Linked DNA regions of Mus musculus: all the other regions are linked to region 5. The links are chromatin contacts, called in public promoter capture Hi-C maps. All regions are on one chromosome and are shown on one strand. Each heading gives the region's core, a stretch centred on a gene start, on an enhancer-like site or on the middle of the called end of the contact. The rest is flanking DNA. Distances are from core to core; before and after follow the strand shown. Region 1 holds the start of Syt6 (synaptotagmin VI). Region 2 holds the start of Dennd2c (DENN/MADD domain containing 2C). Region 3 holds the start of Nras (neuroblastoma ras oncogene). Region 4 holds the start of Trim33 (tripartite motif-containing 33). Region 5 holds the start of Mab21l3 (mab-21-like 3). Region 6 holds the start of Tent5c (terminal nucleotidyltransferase 5C). Region 7 holds the start of Ap4b1 (adaptor-related protein complex AP-4, beta 1).

Region 1 (3,898 bases), core at 91-2,590, 1.7 Mb before region 5:
CAGGCTGCCCCCGGGCCCTTCCCTCCGAGGGGACACGACCCATACTTCCTCTGTCCTGTACCCTCCTAATTGCGGGACAAAGGATCCCGCTGCAGCAGGAGAGCTTGGCGGCAAAGACTGGTGCAGCAGGTACATACCCGGGCCGGTCGGCTGTCACGCCGCGGACACTCCCGCGGCTCCCGCCGCCAGGGCGCGACACGCCACCCCTCTTGTCGCGACTCCCGCGAGACGTCGCGGCTGCACGCAGGACCGGGTCCCCGAGGGGCTCGGGCTCAGGACTCACCCGGGCTCAGGAGCTGGACTCGGCTCGGGCTGCCGCCTAGACTTGGCGGCTGCCGGGGTTGCGTCCGGCGCAGGGTCCGCGGGGCCGGGGCAGGAGGTTCCCGCCTGGCAAAGTCGGTGAGAGGCACCGGCTCAGTTGAACACCCGCCCGGAGTCCGAGTGAGTCAGAGAGAGACCGAGGAAGCGAGTTATAGGGGTGCCGGGTGGGGGTGGGGGTACGCCACGACACTCTCCCCACCCCGCCCCCCGTCCCCCCTCCCCCCCGGCGAGACGCAGACAGCCACTCGCTGCTGAGAAACCTGGACACAAAGACCGCGTGCCAGCTGCAGGCGCAAGTTTTTCCCAAGCCCAGTGGCACCGCCAGCCTTTACCCAGTCACTAATGAGCCCTGGATCCTAGATCCTGAACCCTGGACAGCCCCCCACCCCCTGAAACACAGCTTTCCTCCGTGCCCAGGACGTCTCCATTCCCCTCACCCTGGCCAATCGCTCCTGGGATGAGCCCAAGACACAAGGGAAACTGAGGCCCCAAGGATGCCGCATCTCCGGGCTCTCATAATTAGTGACCTGGAAGGAGAAGGGTTCTCTCCTCTCAGGTCCTCTTCGAATCTCTCCCTGCGGGCGGTGAGCCAGGGAACTGACCCAGACTGGGACTCCGAGCTAGACTTCTGAGGTTCTGGGGCCCTTGGGCTGGTACCTTGGGCAGGGGAGGCCACTGAGAAGAGAAATCCAGGAGTGGAGAGGGACCTGGGTCTCCCAGTACCTGAGTCTGCCGCGCTTGGACTCTGCTCCGGGGACTGCAGCTCGAAGCTCCGACAAGTCTCAACGTCCAGCCCGAGAGGGGGCGGCCGGGCCCGGCACAGAGAAGCCAGGACCGCGAGCGCCGCCTGGCACCGAGGCCCTCCGGCCCCCCAAACCCCGCTCATGCCCCGGACACTCAGGCCAGCGGAGTAGTGGCTCGAACTCCAGCCGCGGCCGGACTGGGGCGGGGTAAGAAGGCCCCAAGAAGACCCTCCCCGCAGCGGCCCCCTGAGGCTCCGCTCTGCTTTTAATCACTTCCCCGCAGGGTCCCCGCCCCTCACGTGGCATCCCGCGGCAGCTGGCAAGTCTGGCGCCTCACGGCCGCCCCCTCCACACTCAGGGACTTGCCTGAGTCCGGGCAGGTTCCAACCCCGCTGTCCCACATCATGCAGGATCAAGGCCAACTGAGTCCTCACTGCGGATATGACCTTGGGCCTTTCTGGGACTCAGTTTTCCATTTCGTAAACGAGGTGTAATAATTACTGGTGCTCTATGAGCTCCCTGGGAATATATAGGTAGTGCTTGTGAAAACGTTGGGGAAACTGCCACATGCCAAACAAGTGGGCATCGCAATAACACAACATAAAAAGGAGTGGTCTGACTGTATGGCGGGAGGACCCTGCAAAGAGAGTTAACAGGAGAAGTTAGCCAGACTTTCCGGGTCTGGGCTTCGGAGATATAAGACCCCAAGACGGCAGAGCGAGGGGAACTGTAAAGAAGACTTTCAGAGCCCCGCAATCTTGCGGTCCGAGGCACCCGCACGTTGCTATGGCGACTGGAGGCAGCGGCCGTCTCTCTCCATGGCAACAGGAGGAGAAAGTTTCTGAATAGGAGTGGGGAGCATTTCAGAAAGGGGTTCGGTTCCCACCAGACCCACCTCCACGCATCAGACCAAACCCACCATAAATAATATATTTTTGTATGAAGCATATATAACAAGGACCAAAAAGACGGAAATCTAAATAGGAGGCTAGACTGTAAAAGGAGCTCCCCTCAGGAACTGTGAAGTGAGACTCAGAAGCAGGGTGGCTGTTAGTTTCGGGATGCTTTCACCCAGGCCTGGAAATCTAGGAGCCATTGCTAACAGACAGGAGAGCGACTCCCTTAAGGCCCTATCACAGTAGACTCCCACCCTTCACCTATCATCATTGTGTTGCCTTTCCGAAGTAGGATCTGGGAAAGAAACTTTAGCTGGAGCCCCTGCACCTGCAGCTACGGGGCTGGTGTGTGCAAGTGAGAGTGGTCAGGGAGGAGGGTCCTTCCTCCGAATACACGTTAATTGGAGGTGGCTTGGGCTGCGACTCAGGTTCCAGAGAGAGGAGATTTGGAGCGGTAGCTCCAGACGATCACCACCATGCACCATCTGTACCAGCCGCATCAACTGGCCCTTATAGTTGCAAACACGAGACAGACAGTGCCCAGGGTAGCAAGAGAAAGGCCTCAACCTAAGAGACCTCTTCTCTCAGCCTGGAGGTTCTCCTAACAGGCGCAGTGTCCCTGTCCGCGGTGCTGAAGATTCGGTTGGTATAATCAGCTTGTGCGCGCTGTGTTAGGGAAGAGTGGGGAGGGGCTATTATAGCGGGTTCGCAGCTTCCACCCGGGTCCCTAGAGCCTGCCATAGAGAAGTGTGGGAACTTGAGCGGAAGGGACTGAGGACGGCTTGATCCATGGTTCAATCCAGACCACCTTCCAGGCAGTGGTGCTGGATTGCTGTTCCAACAACAGGTAAGCTTCTGCCTCTCCACTTGCCTTCCACCCACCTGAGGAACCCAGACGCCCGATATCCTCCCCTCCATCACCAATGTAGATTTCAGCCCCGAGGAGAGTTCGGAGTTCCGAGGCCCCAGGCAACACTCTCATTAGCAGCTTCCCAAGCGGGGGTTTTGTGTTTATGTAAAACACAAATGGAGAGCTGCTCTCTGCTGGTGTTTATGGCAACTCTCACTCCGCGGCGATTTCTCCCTCCTCCTCTCGAGTTTCCTGGGAACATTAGCAGAACAAAGCGCCTTGTTTCCCTTTGCAAAGAATGGAAAAACAAAACAAAACAAAAACAAAAACAAAAAACGGGGACCACCTTTCCAAGGGCTCAGGTCTGCGACGCAGGGAAATCAATATTTTGCTTAACACTGAGTAGGGGAATTTGCCTCTCCACTGAAAGGGAAGGAGCCTGTTCGGAGCAGAGCAGGTGGCAGGAGCTGAGAATTAACGGATAATTTCTCATTGTTCCCGGATCCAACCTCCACACTCGGCAGGCAGCTCTGCGTCTCTGGCATTTCTCAAGCTAACAGAGCGAAAGAGGTTCTGCCCTGACAGGGCTGCAGGAAGAAACCTGAGCTCCAGGCTCCTAGGACATTTGGAGTGCCAGAGTAACTGCAGGAAAGAGACAGAGACACTGACAAGAGATAGAAGAGACGAGCACAGAGACAGTGGGTGTAGGAGATAAGAAAAACCAAGTCAGATACCTATAATGGCACACATTCAGAAAGTGACACTAAGAAATATTTTTTTCTTACACTAAGACAAGCTTCATTCTAGCTGTTTTCTTCCTCTTTGCCATCAGCTGCTGATAATACTGTGGTGAGGAGCCAGAATCAAAAACAGAAGAAAACTCTCTTGTGTATCTCTAAGACTCCTTGCCCCACAAGTCCAACCCCTAAACACGTCTAAAAGTAGTCCCATATGAAGAAACCAGATTCACCCTCCCAGGGCATCATCCAAATGTCAGACCACTCAACCCTGAGGAGAAAGACTATGCGGAGTGCAGGTTTAGGTGTGGGGAAGAGAGAAAGAAGAACACAGAAAACATGGCCAAGTGC
Region 2 (4,125 bases), core at 1,574-4,073, 1.3 Mb before region 5:
ACCCAAGTGAATTGTTGAAAATATTTAAATAAAACTTTTTGTTTTAAAATTTTATGTATTTATTATTTCTATGTCCATCAGTGTTTTGACTACACGTATGTCTGTGTGAGGGCGTCGGATCCCCTGGAACAGGAGTTACAGACAATTGTGAGCTGCCATGTGGGTGCTGGGAAATGAACCCAAGCCCTCTGGAAAAGCAGGCAGTGCTCTCTCCAGCCCATAAAATTCTTTTTCTATAAGATTTTTTTTTTTTTGAAACAGGTTTCACTCTACTTTGGCTAACCTGAAACTCTCACTATGTAGACCAGGCTGGCCTTGACCTCACAGAGATCCACTTGTCTCTGCCTCCCCCATGTGATGAGAGTAAAGGCATGCACCATTACACTGGGCTAGAGATTTGTTTTTATTTATATGTATGTATATGTGAGCACATGTTACCTGTATGCAGTTGTCCTTGGAAGGCAGAAACGACCGTCAGATCCCATGTAGCTGGAGTTACATGCAGCTGTAAACTACCAGACATGGGTGCTGGGAACTGACGTTCTCTGGAAGAGCAACAAGTGCTCTTAACCACTGGGTCATCTCCAGCCCCACAAATAAAACTCTTAAAGCAGCACCGGATCGGATTATTTACTCGTAGTTTTCCCTCTTGCACTCCACTAAACTCCACTGTGGTACACAATGCTCTACAATCCTTGCCTAGCACATAAGGATCACTACAAATCTTTTACTAGTAATATGATTTCCAGTTGGAGGCAGGGATGTGGTTCACTGATAGCAGTAGTCACAGAACCCTAGTCTCATCCTACAAGGACAGAAAGGAAGGACTAGTGACTTAGCTCAGTGGGTAGGGGTGCTTGCCACTGAGCCCAAGTTCAATCCCCAGCACCATGCAAGAGAAGGAGAAATTAAGTTTTACAAATGGCCCTCTGTCCTCCATACATGCACCTTGGGTGCCCACACATATACACATAATAAATAAATAAATTTATTACATTTATTACTTTGGGGAAGGGGCAATGTGTTGGGACACATTTTGTGGTCAGAGGACAATCTACATAGCTGGCTAAGTCCTTCTACATGGCCTGGGGATTGAACTCAGGTCTTCAGATTTGGCAAGAAGTGCCCTCATTTCCCAAAGCATCTCGCAAGCCCTGTAATATGAGGAATTTTTAACTTTGTTTTGTTTTGCTTTTTTACAGAGTCACACTATCCCAGGCTGGCCTCAAACTCATTACATAGTAAGGAGTGACCTGGAGTTTCTGAGTCCCTTCTTGCACCTCTCTTATGCTGAGTGGGATGGGACCACCACCATACCCAGTTATGAAGTACTGGGATTGAACCCAGGATTCTTTGCACGTTGGTGACAAACATGCCCTAATTTTAAATTTTAAATAAGAAAAGGAAAGAAATTGCCTACTGTTCTCAATCAAAAACACTGATATTTCTGCATCTAAAAAAAGTCAATTGCCACATTTAACAGACTAACAAGAGGCCTTGAGACACAATTACTACAGTTGCTGGTTTCTGTCTTTGAAAATACTCCAGATCACTCTTACGTATCCCTAGTAGAAACCTCATGGTTACAGACTGCTATTCCTTTTTAAATTTCCCATCTCTCCCTAAAATACACACACACACACACACACACACACACACACACACACACACACAAGTAGAGAACACAAATGTCTATAATAAAAACTGTACAAATGCCACAGCCACACATTAACTTTGTTTTAGAGAACTCAGATCTTTTTATAAGCAGCCCCTGAATTTGCAAAATAAAAGTCTTGTTTTGAGGCAGTACTCTCAGCTCACTTTATGAAATACCTTCAGCTAATCTAAGGCAAAGTAACAGATTTTCTGATTGGTACAAGCTTCATGGTAAATGATTGCACTACGGTATACAGATAGCATGCTATTTTAGAAAATGTCATGACTCAGTTAAGAATAGCTCTGCTCTTCAAACAATGGTGATTATGTGGAAATGACGCTTAGATAACTTATTTACATAGTAAACAGAAGTTAGAACTTTCTCTAACAATACAGGCGAATCAGTAGTAGCTTTGGGATAAAGGTTTACCAGGGTGCCTACTGTACTAGGCACTTAGTAGTTTTACAAACTACACATGCTCCGGGGTGCATGTGTGTGTGTATCAAACAACAATGCCTGACATTTGTAGAACACTGTCATTCCTCTCAGAACATGAGAACCCATGAGCGTCCCAGTTTTGCACTCCGGGGACACACACCTCTTAGAGTTAACCCTGACGGAGGTGTGACGGTTTGTTTGCGGCTCTGAGCTCCAGAGCGAAGCCTTTTGACTCACAATCTAATCATCATCTTCTCTCCTGGTTACTCCACAGTCCTACTCCAGTCCCACTGTAGGAATTTTATCTTAAAAAACTACTTGACGACTTCCTCTATCGTGCCTGCCCCGTAGTTCCGAAGCAAAGCGCGCGAACACACGCTTTACCGCTTGTCTGAAGTGCTCCGTCCGGGCACGTCCAAGTTCAAGACCGCCTGATAGGCGCGTTTCCTCGCGGCGGCGAGCGCCTGGGCTCCCCGGCCCTGCACCCCCGACCGCGCCCGCGGCTCGCAGGCTGACACCCGCCTTCCCCTGGCCCGAGGTACCCAGCTCTCGGCTGACCACGAACACACGGGACGCCATGGGGCGACGCCAACAGCTGAGCGGCAGAGGCCCCATGGCCCCACTCCCTCGCTGCATCCCGTCGCCTACCTGCCTGGGCCGCGACGCCGCCTCGCGCAGGGATCCCAGACTCGCGTCGGTGGCCTCTGGGATCCAGCGCCCACATCTTCGTCCCGCCCCCACAGGTTCCGCAGTCCCCGCCCTCCAGGCTAAGACACGCCCTCTTTTGCCTGGGCACGCCCCCGAGCTCACCCAGTAAGGCTCTGTCCTTCCAGGGCTCTCCTCAAGGCTCGGAACCCACGCCAGGCGGTCTCTCCGCCCCCAGCGCTGGGGTACCAGTGTGCGCTGCACCGCGCTGGTTCCACGGTGCAGCCCCTGCCCAGGCCTGGAGCCAAAGCTCTATCTCCGGATCTACGGTCTGTGCGACTACACGAGACAGACCTTTACAGCAAGGCAGAGCCTAGTAGAACCAGAGGAGCCAAACAGCAACTTCTTTAAGAAAACCCCAAAGCAGCTCAGGGAGCAAACATTCATCGGGAATGCCAGCTAGTAAAGAGATGCCAATAACGCACCTGGCCCCGGGTTTGGAATCACAAGCCGGATGCCTTTGGTGCCTAGTCCGGGTGCCGACTGGGTTGCCACACCCACTTGAGACTCACGCTTAAATTCTCCCTACCACACGATCTTGCTCAGGTATGCACATGGCTCTGTGCCTGCTGCAAGAATAGCCCAGTTTCACTCTGCGAGACTGGGATGAGTGGAACCTATTTCCCAGCACGATCTAACTGCCCCACCTCACCGCGCCCCGCCCCACTCCACCCCACCCACTCCATCCGACCTTGTGTCTGGTAACCAAACTTCCCTGGCTTGTTCACACAGAGGTACCAAAATAGAAGACTGCCACAGAGAGGTGTTTAATTACACATCGCGGATGACTGTCACCAGCCAACTCAACCAAGACTTGGAAAAAAAAAAAAAAGTCCCAATCCCTTGTGAAGCTATGAGGTGGGGACATGAGGTGGGGACAGTAAAAGGATTACTTTCTACCTGAGGGAGAAGTATTGACAATTCCTTTAAAATACTCCAGTGAGGAAATAAATGTAAATATGGTTTGGAATACATTGCAAACTCCATTGATCCCTTACCTAATGTGTATGTCTTTAAATGTAGACATGTGTGTTCTTTATTATTTTTCAAACTTCTTATCCTCCTACCCCTGCTTCTGGGGTGCAAGCATAGTCCTGAGCCAACACAAGTGGCATTTAATCTAGTCTGTTTGGAAAGTATCACAGATAGTTGTACAAGGTGAAATTCGGGACTAAAACAGCGTTTTTAAGATTTACATTTTGAAGTTTGCATCCACGAAGATTCTTTAGCAGGATGAAGATTTGAATTCCAAGATGAACGTTAATTAACATGCATGTGTTCTACTGCCCTCTCATGGGTAGGATGGAGCTACACCTAATGGTGAG
Region 3 (3,668 bases), core at 495-2,994, 1.2 Mb before region 5:
ACACGCATGCATGCACACATGACATAAGGGCAGGTGAATTTATATCTGTGAGTTCAAGTCTCAGGCCAGCCAGGGTAGTGCAGTGAGACCCTGTTTCAAAAAAAAACAAAACAAAAACAAAACCAGCCTGAGTTATGAGGTTAAGACAAAAACAAAAAACAAACAAACAATAACAACAACAACAACAAAAACAAAAAACCAAAGAAAACAAAACCACTAATAAAAAATAACAAAACCAGAAACATCTAGTATGGATTTATGGCCAAATTCTTATTTTTATTATATAATAGTCCAAACTTAGAAGACCTTATCTGTGGTTTTGGAAATGTGCTTATATTTTGTTTCATGAATATATTAAAATGTAACCTGTGTAGACATCTGAATTTAACTAACATTCCTGTGTGTTAGAACAGGTTTACACATGAAAAAAATATTTGGTTTTTGTAAACAGGGCCTCAGTAAGTAGTTCAGGCAAGCCTAGAAATTGAAACCTCCTCCCTCAGCCTCTTGAATGCTTACAAATTGGACTTATACATACCTGCACCATTAATCCCAGGGAAGTGATAGAAATTTAACGTCATATAGAAATATGAGACTTGTAAGGATTTAGGTGATTTTCCTCAATATCCGTAACTAAATTGTGAAGAAATTCCTAGATACAATGACTCAAAATCTCAACTTGTTTCTACCCCAACTCAATCTGGACTAGATCAAAAATGACAACTTCAGACTATCCAGAGCTCTGAGTTCTCTATCCTCACTGTATGATCGCCTACAATCTTTTTCCTTGTGACCTACGTTTCTATTAAAGAGCTGTGACATAAAGAAACAATGAAAACTGTGTTCTTTTAAAAGGAAATCCTCAGTAAGCACGAACTTGTTTACTGCTTTTTTGGAATACCTCCTTGCTTTCTCTTCTCTTTACTTTCAAAGAGCCGTTATGGGCAAGAGAAAGCCCAAAGTGAGGATAAGGGCCAGGCAGGGGCTGGGCCTCACCTCTATGGTGGGATCATATTCATCCACAAAGTGGTTCTGGATTAGCTGGATCGTCAAGGCGCTTTTCCCAACACCACCTGCTCCAACCACCACCAGTTTGTACTCAGTCATTTCACACCAGCAAAAACCTGTAGAAAAGCAGCAATTACGATTAAACTGGCAAACCAAACCTACAATACTTCAAGGGCTTCTATGAGTTTACCAAACTCTTCTGTTTCTAAGGCACCCATTCGATACACGTGGCCTTCCACTAAGTTCTCAAAGTGATTCAGAAACATAGCATTCCTTGCAGATGAGTGCGGGCCAGATTATTGGATTAAAGACCAGCGACTATTTTTTCAATCTACTCGGCCCCGCCCTCAGTTTACGGGAAAAGAACCCCCCTCTTCCAATTCCTGCAAACCCAAGCTCTGGGGTCCGCCTGGCACAACCACTTCCCGAAACTCCCCTTTCCGGCTCCGAAAATCACCCCAGAGCCAGCCAGAGTCCCCCACCCAAGCCTTTGTTTCAGCTCGCCAAGTCTCCGCGTCTCCCCGCCCCGCCAGGCGTTCACACGCTGAGAAGTCCGACGCCAGGCAGGCCGGAGCTTTACCTCAAACTCCGCAGACCCCGCCTCGGGAGGCTTTTGGACTTCAACCTGAGAAGCTGTTGGAGACCCCGAAACCGCCATGAACAGCCCCCGCCAGGGAGCGGCACTTCCGGCCCCACCCGCTACGTAATCACTAGGCGCCCAAGGCGCCCCAGTCCCCGCCCCAGCCACGTGGGCCGACGACTAGAGTCTTGCAGCCGGCCGCACCCAGTCCAGCCCCGCCCCGCCCCCATTTCAATAATGAAAGCGCTAGGTGCTAGTGTCTCAAAAATCAGTAAAACTTTATTCGCTTCCATTCTTTCGCCATTAACATAAAACCGGAGAAAGCAAAAATGTTTTGTGTTTACAAAGATAAACGGCCTCTTTACCCAGAGTTCAAAACCTCAAATGACAACGGGGAAGATGAAAGCGCCCTCCCCGACAACCCCTGAGCTGACCCTTGTCATTGTTAGACAAAAAGCCTTCACTCCACTTGCCAGGGACCCTGTTTGGGGCCAATTCAAGATGAAGGCCGAGAAATCAGGCCAATCCGTTCCCGTGATACAAAGTTGAACAGAAGCTACACCAAGGATCAAGTGCCTGTATTGAACAGGGCACTGGAACCACGGGGCTATTTATTAAAAAAAACAGGATTCATTTCAGGCACAACTTTTTTATTATTATTATTTTTTTGTTCATTTTGTTTTTAAATCAGTAAAAGAAACTGGGTCCTAGAAGCTGCAGTGATCTAAGCAGCAGCAATTTTGTGCATTCGTCTTTTGTTTAAATATGTTTAAATTATCACACTGCTGGCACACTTCATTTGCATGAAATTCTGCACCACACATACTAATTGTAGTAAAGTTATTTACCCCCCCCATCCCAGGAAGAAAAAAAAAAAAAAACTACTCGGGAAGATAATTTTCACTGAAATGTAATCAAACTTCGTTAAGTGGATTGTGACAAGATTATAAATGATATGAAAATAACATTTTAACATTTGGCCATCAACTTAAGAATATCGTTTGCTATATAAATTTTTGCAATTTTTAAAGGTAATATATTCTACCTTCATATGGTCCTCAGAATTAAAGCATAATGAACAGGGAAAAAATAGGAAAAGAATGCAGCTGAGTGTTAAGTCATGAAGGTAGAGTATATACTGACTAGAGTGCAGAATTTCATAGGGCCAACAAAGTAACAGTCTGCATTGTTCACTTACACAGGCCAAGTGGAATTTGCAATTACCAGTTGCGTTAAATGCACCAAATAAAGCTCCTAAATTGACACTATAAGGCGCCACCTTTAAGTTTTCCAGGCTGCAACTGTGCATAATTTTAAAATGGTTTCTTAAATTTATTTATTTTTTTCTTTAAACATAACACGAGGAAGGTGTTAAAACTGGTGTAATAGCTCAATAGAATAAGTATTCCAGATTTTGGGAGGGATGAAGAGAAAGATATTCAGAACCCTTCACCAGAATCCCCCCAACTCGACCATAGTGAATTAATGATGTGCTTTGTGGACGTGGTTAGTCAATGACACCAGCTTGACGGATCTTTCTTTCTGCACCAAATCCCTATGAAGAAATATAACAGTTAATGATTTGAGTGTATTGACAATCACAACATACAATTCTAAAATCAACTATGAAAGTATTTATCATATCCACTACCAATTCTCTCCTAAGAGTAAGAAACTTATTAAATAGAATATACCAAGAAATGCACTTCTTGGTGTAATCAGTTATCCTACCATGGGCAAAGCAGAGAGTGGGGAGTTCAAGGCCACTCTAATCTACATATGAGACCCTATCTCAAAACGGAAAGAAGTGCTTCTTATAGAAAGCATCTACTCTATTAGGGTCTGAATTAATGTGTTAGGGAGTCCAAATTAGTGATAAGCAACCCTTGCTTGCTTCACTAACTTCTTTAAGCTCAAGTAAGATTATTAGTTGACCTCCCTCACATCCCTAATGAAATCATACCATTGAGTTATCTGGTCCCCTTGGCTGACGAAGAACCATTAGACGTGGAGCACTGGCATCATCCAGGGTGATGTTCTTTAGGCGATTGACCAACCGGTCAGGTCGAGGAGCTGCAAC
Region 4 (3,924 bases), core at 87-2,586, 1.4 Mb before region 5:
GCCCCTCGCAGCCGGCACCCCTCCCTTCTCTCTCCCCATATCTCCGGCGGTGCAGCTTCTCTGGTAACCGTCCCCGGGGCCGTAGCTTTCGTCTCGGAGACCTCTCTGCACTGCACCGTCCGAGCACCCTCGGCACCCCAAGCCGCCACACCAGATTCTCCCGGGTGCGGCCTGCTGCTCACCTTGCTGGACGTCACCGTTGCTGCCCCCAGGGATGGGCACGCTGAGCTGGCGCTCCGGCTCCGGCAGACAGCGCAGGCAGAAGGAGTGCAGGCAGGGGAGCAGCTTGGGCTCCGCCTCGCGCCGGCTCTGCAAGCTCTGCTGACACACCGCGCAGGTGTCCAGAAGCGAGGCTGGTGGTCCGAGAGGTGGCCCCGACGAGGAACCAGGAGCCGGGGCGGGAGCGGGGGCCGGGGCCGGGGCCGGGGCCGGGGCCGGGGCTGGGGCAGCAGCTGGAGCCGGCGTCGATGCCGCGCCTCCGGGGACCGCGGAGCCCACTGAGGCCGCGGGGACCGAGGCGGCCGGGGCCGAGCTTGAGGAGGCCGCGGCCACCCCCCCGTCGTCGGGCCCAGCCGCACCGCCCTCCGCGCCAGCCCTGCCGCCTTCCTCCTCCTCCTCCTCCACCAGCACCGCGGCGAGAGGCGGCTCCGCCTCCTGCGCCGTGGGCCCGGCGGCCCCGGCGGTTACCGGCGCGCTACCGCTGCCCCCGCCGCCACTCTCTGCCTCACCGCCGCCTTTGTTTTCCGCCATGTTTTCCTCTTTGAACCCGCCGGACCGCCCCGCGCCGCCCGCCGCTCGCGCCGCCGCCGCCGCCCCCAGCCTCAGCCGCAGCCACAGCAAGAGCGGCCGCCGAGAGCGAGCGAAGTAGCGAGCGAGCGAGCGAGCGAACGCACGAGAGCGCGCGCGCACGCGGCGCCCCCGCCCTCGCGTCGCGGGGCGGGAGGGGTGGGCACGCGCACGTACGCACCGACGTCCTCCGGAGGGAGGCGGGAACTCCGGCCGCGCGCGCTCGCGGGACAGACCGCGATGCAGCTCCGCGCCTCGGTGTGGTCTGTTGCCACCCGGCTGGAGTTGTGTAGCTCGGTAGGAGCTGGTGGAACTGGGTCTCTATGATGTGGCTGCTAGCGCCGAAGCCGCGGTGGTGCGGGAAGAAGGGAGGGAAAACATGCAGGAGTAGGAGGCCGGCTTGCGTTCGCCCCCGAGCGAGCGTCTCCACGGCGACGCCATCCCCAGCGACGGGCGCGCCACCGCGGAAGCTTCACCTGTCGCGCGCTTGGTCGCGGAGGCCTCCTACCGAGGAGGTGCGGACCACCTGGGTCTTCGCTGGGTGTTGCTGGACCGCGTTCTCTAGAGGGCTGTGACACCCGAGAGCGGCTGCGCAGAGTTCCCCCCACCACGTACACACACACCCCAAAAGTCTCCAGATATAGGCTCCTGCGGTGAGACAGAAGTCTTCTAATAGCTATTTTTAGCTTCTTAAGGTGATTCTCCAACGTTGCTACATACCTGAAAGCCAATCAAATGAGCTTTTTTCTAAACAGAGATGCCAGGGCCACACCCCAAAACAGAATCAGGAAGTTGAAAACCAGATGAATGTTGAAAAGTCCCTGCGGCTGATGTGCCAGTTTGGGAGACCATGTTTCTAACCAATATTATATCCCGAGAATCTCACTCGGCGTCCCCGGGTGGGCCAGCTGACTGTCCTCACCACCTCAATCTTAGAAGCTTTATGAAAGGGTTTTGTTTTGTTGGTATCGGGCCTCTCCGCCTCAGGCTGCCATCAGACCTTCATTTAGCCAGTGCTGCCAGAACAAGTGTAACTTGATATAGTGCCCACCTGTAGTCACCTGCAGGGAGACTGCTGAGTTCCTGGCCAGCTTAAGCATCAGGCTTCATAGGGAGACCTTGCCTCCAAAAAGAAATGGGGGAGGGGAAATGATGTAAGTGCAACAGCTGTTTTAATGTGAGTCTCACAAGCCCGTCCTAGACCGTAGTTATACAGGAAATTTATTTGGGTGAGTTTTTAAATTCACAGAAAAGCGTTTTTCATCAATTCCTTCAAAATCTCTTCTGACTTTCGTGTTAAGATAGAAACGTTGGGGTTCCTGCAGGAGAACAAAGAAACTCTCTGCCTTCAAGAAGTTGACAGTTTAGAGGATGAACATGGAGAGTATGTCGGGGGAAATGATAAATGCTTTGGAGTAAAAATAAGGCGAGTGTAAAGGATTTGTGCTGATTGAGCAAGGGCTCTGCTGATAAGGTGAAGAAACCTGGCTTGCACAAGAGTATTCCAGACAGGAGCAGGTGGCAAAAAACAAAGGGCCTAAGGCAAACAGAGACCCTGGAATTAGTGTGAGAGGAATGGCTTCAACAAGGAAAGGAAAAATAGGAGATAACACTTGTGGTCGTTTGAATAAAAATGGCCTCCATGTGGCCAGGCCTGGTGGCCCACGCCTTTAATCCCAGCACTCAGGAGGCAGAGGCAGGTGGATTTCTGAGTTCGAGGCCAGCCTGGTCTACAAAGTGAGTTCCAGGACAGCCAGGACTACACAGAGAAACCCTGTCTCAAAATAACCAAAAGAAAAAACAAAAACAAAGAATGGCCTCCATAGTTTCATTTATTTAAATGGTTGGTCACCTGGGAGCAGAACGGCTTGAAAGTATCAGGAGGAAGTATGTCACTGAGGTGTGCAAAGGTATGCAAAGAACACATTAACTTCCATATGCTTTGTCACTAAGTTCAAAAACCACAAGTATCAAAGAGAACAGGATTTCTGCATCTAATCATTATCTACCAGCTTTTCTGTATTTCCAGGACCACGGAGGAGGACATTGGTATTCCAGTAATAAATACAACAGTACATAAGCAGAAATTTCCAATTTACAAAGTGCTTTCAGACATATCCCTAACTTTTTGTTGTTGCTGTTGTTGTTGTTTTGGTTTTGTTTTTGGCTTTGGTTTTTCAAGACAGGTTTTCTCTGTAGCCCTGGCTGTCCTGGAACTCACTCTGTAGACCAGGTTGGCCTCAAACTCAGAAATCTGCCTGCCTCTGCTTCCCAAGTGCTGGGATTAAAGGCGTGCGCCACCATGCCCGGCATCCCTAACTTTTGCAATTAATAAAATATATACTAGCTTAAATAATAAGTAGATTTTTAATATTATATAAATATATTATAATGCATTGGCTATCTATTGCTAAACAATAAGGTAGTTTGTAATATTTTATTAAAATACTATGATTAGCATTATGGCCATCCTTTACATGTCTCTGTTCGGAGTATTTTTAAAAATGGAATTGCTGATCCACATAGTACGGCCATTGTAAAGGTTTTTGATAATACAAATTCAATATCTTAGGCTATTAAATAATCATTAGGCTAGACAAGAATTTTCTGAACGGAACAATAACACAGAGCTAGCCACAAATGTCACCAGATGGAGAGACTACATGTAATTGAAAAGTTTCTCCACAGCAAAGGAACTGTCAGTAGAGCACAGAGACAGTGCACAGAACAGGGGGAAAGCTTTACCGGTTACAGCTCGGACAAGGGGCTACTATCCAGACTTTACCAAACACTGAGAAAAATGCTCGGACAAGGGGCTACTATCCAGACTTTACCAAACACTGAGAAAAATAAATACCAAGCAACTAAAATGGCCAGTCACCAAACGAGCTAATGAATAGACACTTTAAAAGAAAAAAAAAAAAAAAGAAGGAAAGAAAGAAAGAAATGCAAATAAATTGCCAATGACTATTTTTCAAAAATGTTCAACTTCCATAGTCATCAGGGAAATGCAAATAAACTATTTTGAGATACCATTTTACCCCAGTTAAAATGGCAATCATCAAGAAAACTGAAAACAAGTGTTAAAGAGGATGTTGAGAAAAAGGAACCCTAATTTAAAAAAAAAAAACAAATAGC
Region 5 (3,826 bases), core at 673-3,172:
TAGGTTTGACTTAAGGTTTTTGAAAACCTTGAACTGGCTCAGTTAATAAGCTTCTTGTTTCAAAATCATGAAGGCATGAATTCAGATCCCCAGGGCCCATGTGAAAACCTGGGTGCAGAGGCAAATGCCTGGGATCCAGCAATGGGAGGCAGGGCCCAGAAGGCCTGGAAGCAAGGGACAAAGTTCCTGAGACAGTGAATGACTCTGTCTCACAGAAAAGGTAGAAAGTACTTGAGGGGGCTGGTGAGATGGCTCAGTGGGTAAGAGCACCCGACTGCTCTTCCGAAGGTCCGGAGTTCAAATCCCAGCAACCACATGGTGGCTCACAACCATCCGTAACAAGATCTGACTCCCTCTTCTGGAGTATCTGAAGACAGCTACAGTGTACTTACATATAATAAATAAATAAATCTTTAAAAAAAAAAAAAAAAAAAAAAAAAGAAAGTACTTGAGGACTGACATCCAAGCTTGTCCTCTGACCTCTGTGTGCACACACAAGACTATAAATAAAATGTTGTGAATACTTTGGAAAGCAGACATTAAACATGTTATTGGTCCTCCAAATCTATTACATTTATCTATCTATTATTTCTATGTATGTGTGGATGCACACACGAGGCAGTTCACTCTTTCCTTCTACCATATGGGTCCTGGGAGGTGGGGAGAAATCGAACCCAGGTCCTCCGGCTCGGTGGCAGATGCTTATCTCTGCTGAGCCATCTCACCTGCCTGGTCCTTACAGATTGAATTGGGCTAAAGCTGGTTTCCATTTTTCAAACTGGCATGTTATAAAAAAAATGAGGATTTCTATTTCCTGAGGACGGAGGAAAGCCTGAGTTAACTAGGTCCCTCTTGGTGGCCTGGCACAGTGCTTCAGGCACACCCTTACCCAACAGACATTCGCTGACCTGTTGTCCCATTAACTAGAGATCTGTGTCTGCCGGTAAAGCCTGTTTTCCTCAGCCTGTCTGATAGGAGCTGCCAGAGCCTTCATCTGTGCCATAGCCCTGTGCTGTGGAACCTTACCAGTGCACTAGGAACCAGGCCATGCTACTCTAAGCTGTGTTCACACAACACACCAATCTTCAGATGTGGCTCTCCTGGGAATACATCTACAGGCAGCTGCCCTGAGTTCACAGTGCCTTTCCTTCTCTGGGTTCCTCCTATAGTTCAATTATTCAGAATTCCCTCTCCATACCTGGCAAGTATCTTTCCATCTTGGAGCAAGAGAAGTTTCCAGATACAACACTTGAATCTGTAGTACTGAGTGACTGAGACGGGACGGTGTTAGAGCAAGAATAGTGAAGGTGTGGGCATTTAATTCCAGAAACCCGGGGCAACTTTATTGTTATTGGGAAAGACCCTGCCGTAGGACAGGGACTATGCAGTAGTGATTCCAGCAAAAGCAGAAGTTAGGGTGAAAATAAAAGTATGTGTGTGGGGAAGGGAGTGAGTGTGGGGGTGGGGAGACTTCAGCAGAGTTGAAAGCAACATGGAAAGAGAATTCCCAAAGGCAGATTAGGGGGTAGAGCTTCTTGTTTCACTAGTGAAAAGCTGATGTGGTAGATTCGGAATGATGACTATAGTAACAGCAGTCAAGGGACAGAGATTCCCTTACCATTTCAGAGCATGTGCCGTAAAGAGAAGGGGATTTCCAGGACACGGAAAAGCAGGTGGAAAGTCAAGGCAGTCAGCGTGGAGGGGGATTCTGGGGACCTTTGTGGATCCTCAGTTTTTCAGGACTGGTATAAGACCTGGGATTGGCAGATGAAGCCTGGAGAAGGCCGCCCCAGCGCCTGGAGGAGGGAGGTGGGTGGGGTCTGATGTGGCTCTCCTTGGAGCTGTCTGGGAGGATATGCAAATTTGGGGCCGCGGGAGAGAGTGGAAGGGCTGGATTGGCTGCGGTTGAGCATTGAGGAGGCTGGCTTGGAGAGCTGCCTGTTTGAAAGCCTTGCTCAGACATGAACTGGACTGCCAGCTCTGTTGTCTGTCAGTCTTTCGGATCAAAGACGGTGATACTCACGAGCTTTAGGGAGATAAGGCTGCTGGGATATTTTCCCTCCTGGAGTAAAACTAGGCCCAACCAGTCAGACTGGGAACTTATTGTCGGTTTTCTAGGATGAGTTTTACTGGTAAAACTAGATGTGTCCTAGACTCTTAAGGGGCCTGTTTATACTGAGTATATTTTGAATGCCAACGTCCAAGTGGGAAATCACATTCTAAGGTCAGCAGGTGAGAGGCAGGACTCTCTGCCCTACTTTTCTCTGCGTGTATCTACCTGTTTGTATCTCTCTCTCTCTCTCTCTCTCTCTCTCTCTCTCTCTCTCTCTCTGTGTGTGTGTGTGTGTGTGTGTGTGTGTGTGAGAGAGAGAGAGAGGGGGGGGGGCAAGCTTGCCTCTGTATACACAAGTGTCTCTGTGAGTTCATGTATGTGTCTGTATTAGTGTGTGAGCGTGTGAGCTTACCTCTATATACACAAGTGTCTCTGTGAATGCATGTGGTGTGTGTGTGTGTGCCTGTGTCTGTGTGTGACTATGCGAGCATGTAAGCTTGCCTCTCTATACACAAGTGTCCCTGTGAGCTCAGGCTTTTCTAAATGTCACTCCTGGCCCTCATCTGATTGGCAAGCCTTGTGCCGGGCATGATGAAAAACCAGGCGGCTTGTTTGCAATTTCTTATTTGTTTATGGTAAGGAAGTAAATCAATTGCAGAATTTTCAGGAGTGGAGGGCCAAGGGATATTTACTGTCAACAAGGTAAGGACGGGGAGATGTAAGGTACTGGGCACCAAGGTGCACCTGGTGCCAGGACAACAGGATAAAGAAAAAAAAAAAAAAAACAGGATAAGTTCCAACTCGTTTTCATCACGTCTCCTTTTTAGTCTTTCTACAGTTCCCTGAAAGATGGCAGATGAATTCTTCCATGCTGGAAAGGAAAACTGCAGTGAGCAGGCAAGAAGAAGTCAAGTCTCTGGTCCACGTTCACAATTCCAGAGAAGTTTTATCCAGAGAGTAACGTTGCTGGGAAAGCTACCCACCAGATTTGTCCTCCATCGGGAAAGAAAGCAGAAGGTTGCTGCTATACTGGGGGTTGACCAAGAAGCCATGAAGTCTCTTCCAGAGGGAGACTTAGACCATTGCCTGCTGAGCAAGGTGAGCCAGGGCTGGCCTCTCCTGGGCACACCCTCTAACTCTCCATCCCATGGCCATTGATCAGAAGGAATCCCCTGCTTCTGGAGGCCATAGATGCCTCGTTCTCAGGAACTCAGGGTGGCTACCCTCAGCACCCTGAGGAGGTCCATATGGCCAGTTAATTATCTGAGCCTCAGACTTCAGACTTCTTTCTGTAAAATGAGAATCTGAGTGGGATTACTGGGATATGAGTAGCCAGGCACAGGCACGGTGACAGACATGGGGATCAGAAACTGAGAGTATTTTGGTCTACATGAATCCTTGCCTCAAAAACAGCTACAAAACCAAAACACAACAACAACAACAAAAACCTACAAAAAAACCCAAAACCAACCAAACAAAAAGAACTTAAGACAATGTTTGTTTGTTTGTTTTAAAACTACAAAACTGATAGTTTTTAAATATTGTTTGGGGGCTAGAGAGATGGCTCAGCAGTTAAGAGTATTAACTGCTCTTCTAGAGGACCCAAGTTTGATTCTCAGCATTACATGGTGGCTCACAACCATCTGTAATTCCAGTTCTAGGGAATCTAATCTCCTCTTCTGTCTCCAGGCGCACCAGGCACATTTGTGGTGCATAGACATGCATGTAGGCAAAACACTTATACATGTAAAATTAAAACAAAATCTTCAAAAA
Region 6 (3,810 bases), core at 1,201-3,700, 1.3 Mb after region 5:
CCTAATTATAGTGAAATATACATCCCTGTTGTAAATTTACAAAGAAAGCACTTAGGCTAAGGAGATGGCTCAGAGGGTAAAGCAGCTTGTGGCTAAGCCTGAGGATGAACTCAGTTCCACCCCCAGACCCCACATGGTGGAGAGCTGGAGCTCCCAAGAGTTGTTCAATGCCCTCGACACAGCCACTGTGGCATGCACACACCCCCCTCCAATAATAAAGTGTAACTAAAGACATTTTAAATACCATGTTACCAAATGGTAAATGCGTGGGGTCATCAGGATCTTTACAGTGCTGGCTGAAGCATTAAACAGACTACCCATTCTGCTTTACGGATAGATCTATTTTTGTCTGTTTTATGGTTTAAGCTTGTTGTTTTCTCTTTGGTTGTTATTTTTATAACCCAGATAATTGGAAATATATTTAAAGGTTAACATTGTGTGTATACTCTGTGAACCAGAATTTCCAGTCTCCAAGCGTGTGCTTGGCACAAATGAATGCTGTATAGCAGACATATGGAAGAATGTTGACAGCAACTTCACAACGGACTGTCCAAAACCTGAAGCAAATGAAGTGCCTATCAGACGGTAAGCTGAGGGCATAAAGTGTTGGTTATTTAATGAATATGCAGTGGTGAAGAATGAGCCACGGTTACATACAACACCACAGAGAAATCTCACGGAGAGAAAAATGTTCACCCTCTGTTTCCCCATGAATAGTTCAAATACCAGAACAATTGACATATGAAGACTGAGTTCTTAATATTGGTAACCCTGCAATCTATTGAGTGACAGGGGCCATGGCTAAGCTGGAAATGTTCTGGGTGACAGCTCTGTGAGTACACACACCCATCATTTTGTACACAATAAAAGACACTGTGAGATCAGAAAGGGCTCACATTATCAACAAAAAAGCTGGCCATATATCCTGAATTTGTGTTCAAGAACATGTAAGTTCTCATACTGATGTCTTACACTGTTTTAGTTTTGGGAATTCGCCTCCCCTACCAGAGAAAGCATGTGCATGTGTGAGAACTCTTCATAGCCTAGCAGACACTGCTGGATACGGATACTCACGCTCCACAGAGGTGGAGAGGGCAGAAGAGAGCACCGATTCGGGAAGCCATCTAGGCCCCAGTACCCAGGAGAGGGTCAAACGAAACTCAACAAGTGTTTATTAACGACTGCTTTCTGATTTATTTAGTACCTGGCATGAACTTTTTAGCAAGCAGTGCATGATTAATAGCTATTTCCATAATATTGATCTCACGGTTATCTCGTCCTTCCTCCCATAATACAGATGGGAAATAGTGTTTTTGGAGGATAGGTCAAGACGGTCAGTAAAGCTGGGCGTGGTAGACCACGCCTATAATCCCAGCAGTTGGGAGGTGCACAGAGGTGGATCAGTTAAAGGTGAGCCAAGGCTACTTAGAGGCCTGTCTGGGGTTCAGGAGGCATTGTCTTAAAATAAAGACCAAACCACAATAGCTTCTTGCAAGGCCTTCCGGGTAATTAAGTGGTGAAGGAGAGTTCCACAGCGGAGCCATCAACTATGTGTGTGTGAGTGAGTGAGTGAGTGAGTGAGTGTGTGTGTGTGTGTGTGTGTGAGCCATCAACTATGTGTGTGTGAGTGAGTGAGTGAGTGAGTGTGTGTGTGTGTGTGTGTGTGTGTGTGTGTGTGTGTGTGTGTGTGTGTCCCACACCTGCGAGCAGTAACAAGCAGCAAAGACCAGCGCTGCTCTCTGGAGAGCTGAGCTGCTGTGCTTAAGGCTTTGGCGATAGCTTCCCGGGATCGCCAATTGCACACAGGTGGTCCGCGCGGCCACAGCTGCTTCCTTCCCCCCAGGACCACGACCTCACCTCCAGCCAATTTGTTCGAGGAATCAGAAAGATTTTTCCAGGGCCCACCTAAGAGTTTTCCGACTTCACAAACACCGCGCGAGGCAGGCGTGGGCTTCCACTCCCGGCTCCCGGAAACCAGAGAGCACTGGGGCGAGGAGCGCCTAAAAGTTTGAAAGAAGACGCGCCCGCCAGGGAGCAAGCGGGGTAGAGGGAAGGACAGTCTAGGCAAGGGAAAGCTAAAGAAGACGGCAGAGTGGAGCGGAGAGGACAGAGGAAAATTGTGCCCTCAACCCCAAAGTTAGTTCGCCGCCCACAAAGCACCTCTCTATTGCGCCTGCGCAACGCTGCCTCTTGGTCACCCCGCCCCTTTGCGCCGCCCGAGGTTTACTCGTCTCTCGGCAACCATTGACCCGAGGAGCCAATCAGAGGGCGGCGTTCGTCCGGCCCCCCGCCGTCAGCGCGGGGCGCAAGGATCCCGCGGGGCCCCGGCCGGCGCGCCCCGCCCTGGCTCCCCCGGGAGGCCGGCCGCGGGGCGGGGGCAGGGGCGGGGAGGCGCGGGGGAGTGGTCAGGCCGGTTAAGATCGGAGGGGGCGGCGGCCGGACCGCTCACTCGCCGCAGCTGTCTAGGGGCCGCAGTCTCCGCTCCGCTCCTGCTGGGGGCTGCCCACGCCAACCACCTGCCTCAGTCACCTCCTCTTCCAACGCCCAGGTGAGTCCACACTCCCCTCCTCCGCAGGTGGGAGGATGCTGCTGCGGTCCTCCGGGGCGGGGGGGGCGGGGGGGGCCGCGCTTTCCCGCTTAGGGTCAGTCCCGGCAGAGCCTGGTGGCATGCCCCGGGGATGGAGGAGAGATGCCAGCAGGTGTCAGGACCCGCCTGGCTCCCGCGTCCCTCACGCAAACTTTCCTCTGTGAAGGAGGCAAACTTTTCGGAGACCGTGGCCGGGCTTTGGCAAACTTGGGCGAGTTCCTGCTGCCCCGGCAGCCGGAGTGTAGGGGGCTCTTTCCCTGCACCTAGTCGGTGCTCCGGCTCTGAGCTGCGCCCCTGTGGCGCGCACACCGAGCCCGGAACCCGGGCGATTTTGAACCCCGCGGTTTTGGCGGCGCAGATGAAGACGCAGCGGTCGGGGCTAAAGCCTGGCCGGCGAGGGGAGGGCAGTTTCCTGGGCTCGGTGCCCGGGATGGCGGCTGAGATCCTTCTCCCTTTGGGACTGTGGACACCCAGCGCGGCCAAATGATCGAAGCTGCGCGTCTCTCGGAAACTTCTCGAGAATTCAGCGGCTGTGAAACCTGGTTCCTCCCCTTTGGGGATCGAAAGTCGCTTACTGCGTAGGCTGAAAGCCATGTAGTCAGTCCGTTGACTCTGATAGCGGTGCTGTCGGTGGCTTAGAGGCGCGGCTCCCGGATCGTCCGGGTCAGGGAACTTCTTTAGCGCAGTTTGCGAGGAGGGTGAGAGCCTTCTCCATAGGAAGAAGTTGAGGAACCTGCAGTACCAGCTGGTAGCCTTTACACCTAGCGCGGGCAGGCTGGAGGGCAGGAGACCGCAAAGTCCTGGAGGGCTGGTGAGGAAATGCCTAGTTGGTTTTTCAAGAACGCAAAACTTCCACCAGCATCGATTGTCATCCCTAGGTGGTCTAGGCCTCTTTTCTCTCCTCTCAACCTTTAATGTGGAGAAACCGTTCAGAGCCCGGACCCAAGTCTTAAGCCCCTCCCTCAATTGAGGATAAAGTGCTTACAACGAAAGATTTAATAGACTTACTGATTTTTTAAGAATAGCTGTGTATGTAATAGTTTGAATTATGACGAGTTTGGTGTTCTGGAAATAAAGTTAAGATGGTCAAATCCTCCTAAATTAGGTCCCCAGCTGCCCCGCTACTCTGGGAAGGAGGGTGACGGTGGCCATTGCTGGCTACAACAACTTCCACTGTAATTTGCTTGGCAAGGCAGCGAGGGAGCCAGAAAGCTAGCCAGGCA
Region 7 (3,643 bases), core at 385-2,884, 2.0 Mb before region 5:
ACGTGACACAGATAATGATTCATGCTAGGAGGCACGAGCAAGAACTAAACATTCTTTTTGTTCCTTGGGTGGCATGATAAAAAATTTAGATTTCAGCCAGGCGGTGGTGGCACACACCTTTAATCCCAGCACTTGGGAGGCAGATGCAGGCGGATTTCTGAGTTCAAGGCCAGCCTGGTCTACAGAGTGAGTTCCAGGACAACCAGGACTACACAGAGAAACCCTGTCTCAAAAAACAAAAACAAAACAACACAAACAAAAAGTTTAGATTTCATTCCACTGATTACTGTTTCCAATGTTGTGGAACCAAACTACTACAATCAACTGAGACTGTTTATTTACAATACAGTTCCTGGATTCTATCCCATCCTAATGAAATCAGAATTGATCCCTAGATCACGATTTTTTAAAAAAGGACCCCATGGGACTTTTGTGTCCTACCTACAGTTTTGAGCTACAACTATAGATTAGTTACACGTTCAAACATATATAATAGAAAAAATCCTAACCAAAGTGAGGAGACAAGGCTACTTATTAATAAACTACCACAACAGGCTTTGGTAATTACAGCCTGAGCCAACAACAGTACAACTTTAAGAACAAGAATTGATATTTTGAATTTTTCATACCACCTGACAGTAGACAATGTTTTCAAGGTTGACTAGCAAGCTTGGTAGGGTGCCTGGTGACATTCATAACACAAATACAAGCAGAATAGTAGGTTTAAAGAGGAGAAGAATGATAGTATTATTTTGGTCATATCTTTGATGAACTATCCAAGTCGAAATGTAAAGCAAGCAGAAAGATATACAGGTCTGAATCTAGAAAAAAGGGAGAACTGTTCTACGTTAAGTCATTGAACCAGGAGTCAGCCGCAATTGCTAAAGCCTGTGGTATGAAGGAGACCTCTCAACTGGGCATGGTGTTCCACACGGAAGACTGAGATGACAACCCAGAAATGCAGCCTCAAGGCCAAAAGATAAAACTGCCCTTCTTTAACTTTTTCAGAGTGATCGCAGAGCTCTGAAGAGGATTAAAAGTGGGGCCGGGGGGGGGGGGGGGGAGTTAGAATTCTATGGTAGGTTGGTGATACCTAATAACTCGCTGGATGACATTCCGGTAGCGCAGCCTATCAGCCTGAATATGAGGGTTACACAGAGCCTTCTTCAGTTCCTTCACCACGTCCTCAGAGCCAAGGTATGGCATCGTCGCCAACACTCACGGGACAGTTTCCACAGACCCGTAGGGAACTCGTGGGCTCCTCCTAATTTCGATGTGGGAGCCTGAATAAAGGAGATGTAGTCAGTGAAAACACTAACGGCGAGATGTCACTTTGCTGTGCCTGCCCCCCAGGGCGGAACACATTCTTGGGTCCTCGGGCGAGCCCCGACCCTTCAGGAGCCGCCCGGAGACCCACAGGCCGTTGGCTCTGCCCAGCAGATCTCAACTCTCTCTAGGCCCAGTTACGAATTCTACACTAGCAAAAGGCCAAAGACCTAGCACAGCCTCCTCCCTGGGAATCTAGTCCCAGTGGCCGAGGACACCCCAGACAGCTTCCTGCGGAAATCCCGCCCCGTCGCCCTGAGACACAAGGAGCAGCTTTCCGGGTCGCGCCGAGCGCCGAGCGCAGGTCCGGGGGGGGGGGGGGGGGGGCACCGACCTCCGGACGCCCTTCCCCCACCCATTCTCCCCCTCGGCGCAGGCGCGCAGCTCACTGTGTGAGCGCCGCGGCCGGCGATCGGAAATCAACTACTAGGGTCTGTCTCCCCGCCGCCGCGCGAGCTTTGACAATGTGGGGACTGGGCCCGAGCTCCAGCGCGCGGTTGTGAGTGATGCTCTCCCGACTTCTTCCGCGTTGGGCGCTTTCATCCTGATCGTCCCGAGCGCGGCCACCTTCTTTTTTCTCACTCTGTCTACTAATTCCGTTTCTGGGATGGTTTTCCTTTAGGGCTTCTGGACTTGTTCCAGAGTCCACTTGTCATTGGGACGCTGTCGTGGAAACCTCACTCAGGAGTGCGGTTCCCGCGAAGACCCCACTGGGTGACACCTCAACTCTGCCACCATGAACGGGGTCGTAATCCCCCAAACGCCCATTGCTGTGGACTTTTGGAGCCTGCGCCGTGCCGGTTCGGCGCGGCTCTTCTTCTTAACCCACATGCACTGTGACCACACGGTGGGTTTGTCTAGCACTTGGGCCCGGCCCCTCTACTGCTCTCCCATCACTGCTTGCCTCTTGCATCGTCGCCTGCAGGTATTGGGGCTGGGATTTGATCGCTGAGACCTAGTCCAGGAATCTGGGTGGGGACTTCTGATCTGTCACAGTTTGGGGGATTACCGAGTGGGAGACATAAGGACTGAATTTTTACAAATGTGGGAATTGATCCCGGAATGAGACTGGCTTCTAGTTAACTACCTGGAGGTTTTTAGTCAAGGAAATGATTCCTATCTTTTCAAAAACCAGTGCTTTCCTAATTTGCATTTAAGAATCTACCAGACTGTTCAGTGATAGAACACTTGTTTAGTGTGTGCAAGAACCCTAAGTTAGATCCCCAACACTCATTGCCCGCCCCCAATAATTCATCTAATGTGCTAGATAAAAACACATATTGTCTAACATCTCCTCATCTTGTCTGTGTCAGTAGAAGTGGCTGGTGTGAGACTGGAACTTTTTTTGACAGTTGTTTCCCACCCATGGCTGGGATTATCATGATAGGAGAAAGTGTGAGAATCTTTATTTAGACTGTTTTCAGATTCTGAGTTTAAATCTGTACAAAGGGTGGGAGACAGAAGAGGAAGGAGAGATTTCTTGGGAATCCTTATAACAGCTTACATGAGAGTGGTTCAGAACTCGGTCAGCTTTCCTTGATGAAAGAGAAGTCTATGGTTACTCGGGTGACCAACTGTTTTCCTCAGGTGTCTAAGCACTGGATCCGGGCCCTGGAGGTTGGCGAGAGTCATGTATTACCTCTAGATGAAATTGGGCAAGAAACCATGACTGTAACGCTCATAGATGCCAATCACTGCCCTGGTTCTGTCATGTTTCTCTTTGAAGGATACTTTGGAACAATTCTATACACAGGTGAGCCTCCCAAGGCATTCCTCACACTTTATAGCTACCTTTACCCAGAAAGATAGCTTTATCCCATACAGGCACAGGGACCCTTTCCAACTGATTTCCTACTTGACCATCCATCCTTTACTTTGTTAAATAAAATCACAAGAGCAAGAAAACAAGAAAGGCATGTTGGTGCTCGCCTTTGATCCCAGCACTTGGAAGGCAGAGGCTGGCTGATCTCTATGAGTTCAAGGCCAGCCTGGTCTACTTAGTGAGTTCTAGGACACCCAGCCTATGTAGACAAACCCTGTCTCATAAGAAAAACATCAATCAAACAGAAAATCTCCAAGAGTGGGAAAGAGACATTTTCACAAAGAAACTAGACTGTACAGTTCAGTGCCAGGACAGTTTTTGCATAAACTCGTAACCAATCTCCATCTGCTACTGAAGGTAGAAGAGGCTTGTCTTCTAGCCTTTGTTTTTTGCCCACTTCTTATACCCCACATATTATTCTTCCAGGTGATTTTCGATATACACCATCCATGCTGAAGGAACCTGCTCTGATACTGGGGAAACAGATTCATACTT

Evidence for each region. Promoter capture Hi-C pulls out the DNA fragments that hold promoters and counts their contacts.
Region 1: a contact with region 5 is called in a promoter capture Hi-C map of liver, with 2.7 times the contacts expected there. The contact joins the promoter of Syt6 here to the promoter of Mab21l3 in region 5. A contact is called at or near these places in 2 of 39 promoter capture datasets (hippocampal neurons and liver).
Region 2: a promoter capture Hi-C map of hippocampal neurons shows a contact between it and region 5, with 4 times the contacts expected there. The contact joins the promoter of Dennd2c here to the promoter of Mab21l3 in region 5. A contact is called at or near these places in 2 of 39 promoter capture datasets (hippocampal neurons and liver).
Region 3: a contact with region 5 is called in a promoter capture Hi-C map of liver, with 4 times the contacts expected there. The contact joins the promoter of Nras here to the promoter of Mab21l3 in region 5. A contact is called at or near these places in 3 of 39 promoter capture datasets (hippocampal neurons and liver).
Region 4: a contact with region 5 is called in a promoter capture Hi-C map of hippocampal neurons, with 2.7 times the contacts expected there. The contact joins the promoter of Trim33 here to the promoter of Mab21l3 in region 5.
Region 6: a contact with region 5 is called in a promoter capture Hi-C map of liver, with 4 times the contacts expected there. The contact joins the promoter of Tent5c here to the promoter of Mab21l3 in region 5.
Region 7: a promoter capture Hi-C map of liver shows a contact between it and region 5, with 4 times the contacts expected there. The contact joins the promoter of Ap4b1 here to the promoter of Mab21l3 in region 5.

What each region holds. Positions count from the first base shown.
Region 1 is chr3:103,572,687-103,576,584 of GRCm38.p6, reverse strand. It overlaps Syt6 (synaptotagmin VI), which reads right to left and starts at 1,340. Exons shown (of 8, transcript NM_018800.5): 1 at 1,045-1,340. The coding sequence starts at 1,207.
Region 2 is chr3:103,101,357-103,105,481 of GRCm38.p6, reverse strand. It overlaps Dennd2c (DENN/MADD domain containing 2C), which reads right to left and starts at 2,823. Exons shown (of 19, transcript NM_001384113.1): 1 at 2,744-2,823.
Region 3 is chr3:103,056,361-103,060,028 of GRCm38.p6, reverse strand. It overlaps Nras (neuroblastoma ras oncogene), which reads right to left and starts at 1,744. Exons shown (of 7, transcript NM_010937.2): 1 at 1,589-1,744; 2 at 997-1,124. The coding sequence starts at 1,107. Csde1 (cold shock domain containing E1, RNA binding) reads right to left here. Exons shown (of 19, transcript NM_001161854.2): 18 at 3,552-3,668; 19 at 1,843-3,143. The coding sequence ends at 3,096.
Region 4 is chr3:103,276,705-103,280,628 of GRCm38.p6, reverse strand. It overlaps Trim33 (tripartite motif-containing 33), which reads right to left and starts at 1,336. Exons shown (of 20, transcript NM_053170.3): 1 at 183-1,336. The coding sequence starts at 750.
Region 5 is chr3:101,834,319-101,838,144 of GRCm38.p6, reverse strand. It overlaps Mab21l3 (mab-21-like 3), which reads left to right and starts at 1,922. Exons shown (of 7, transcript NM_172295.4): 1 at 1,922-2,224; 2 at 2,881-3,151. The coding sequence starts at 2,903. Gm33381 (a long non-coding RNA gene) reads right to left here. Exons shown (of 3, transcript XR_003954538.1): 3 at 2,726-3,342.
Region 6 is chr3:100,487,832-100,491,641 of GRCm38.p6, reverse strand. It overlaps Tent5c (terminal nucleotidyltransferase 5C), which reads left to right and starts at 2,450. Exons shown (of 2, transcript NM_001142952.1): 1 at 2,450-2,548.
Region 7 is chr3:103,807,508-103,811,150 of GRCm38.p6, reverse strand. It overlaps Ap4b1 (adaptor-related protein complex AP-4, beta 1), which reads right to left and starts at 1,634. Exons shown (of 10, transcript NM_026193.2): 1 at 1,094-1,634. The coding sequence starts at 1,206. Dclre1b (DNA cross-link repair 1B) reads left to right here and starts at 1,764. Exons shown (of 4, transcript NM_133865.2): 1 at 1,764-2,251; 2 at 2,914-3,079; 3 at 3,575-3,643. The coding sequence starts at 2,063. It overlaps Gm15471 (predicted gene 15471), which reads right to left. Exons shown (of 5, transcript NR_040412.1): 5 at 2,711-2,937.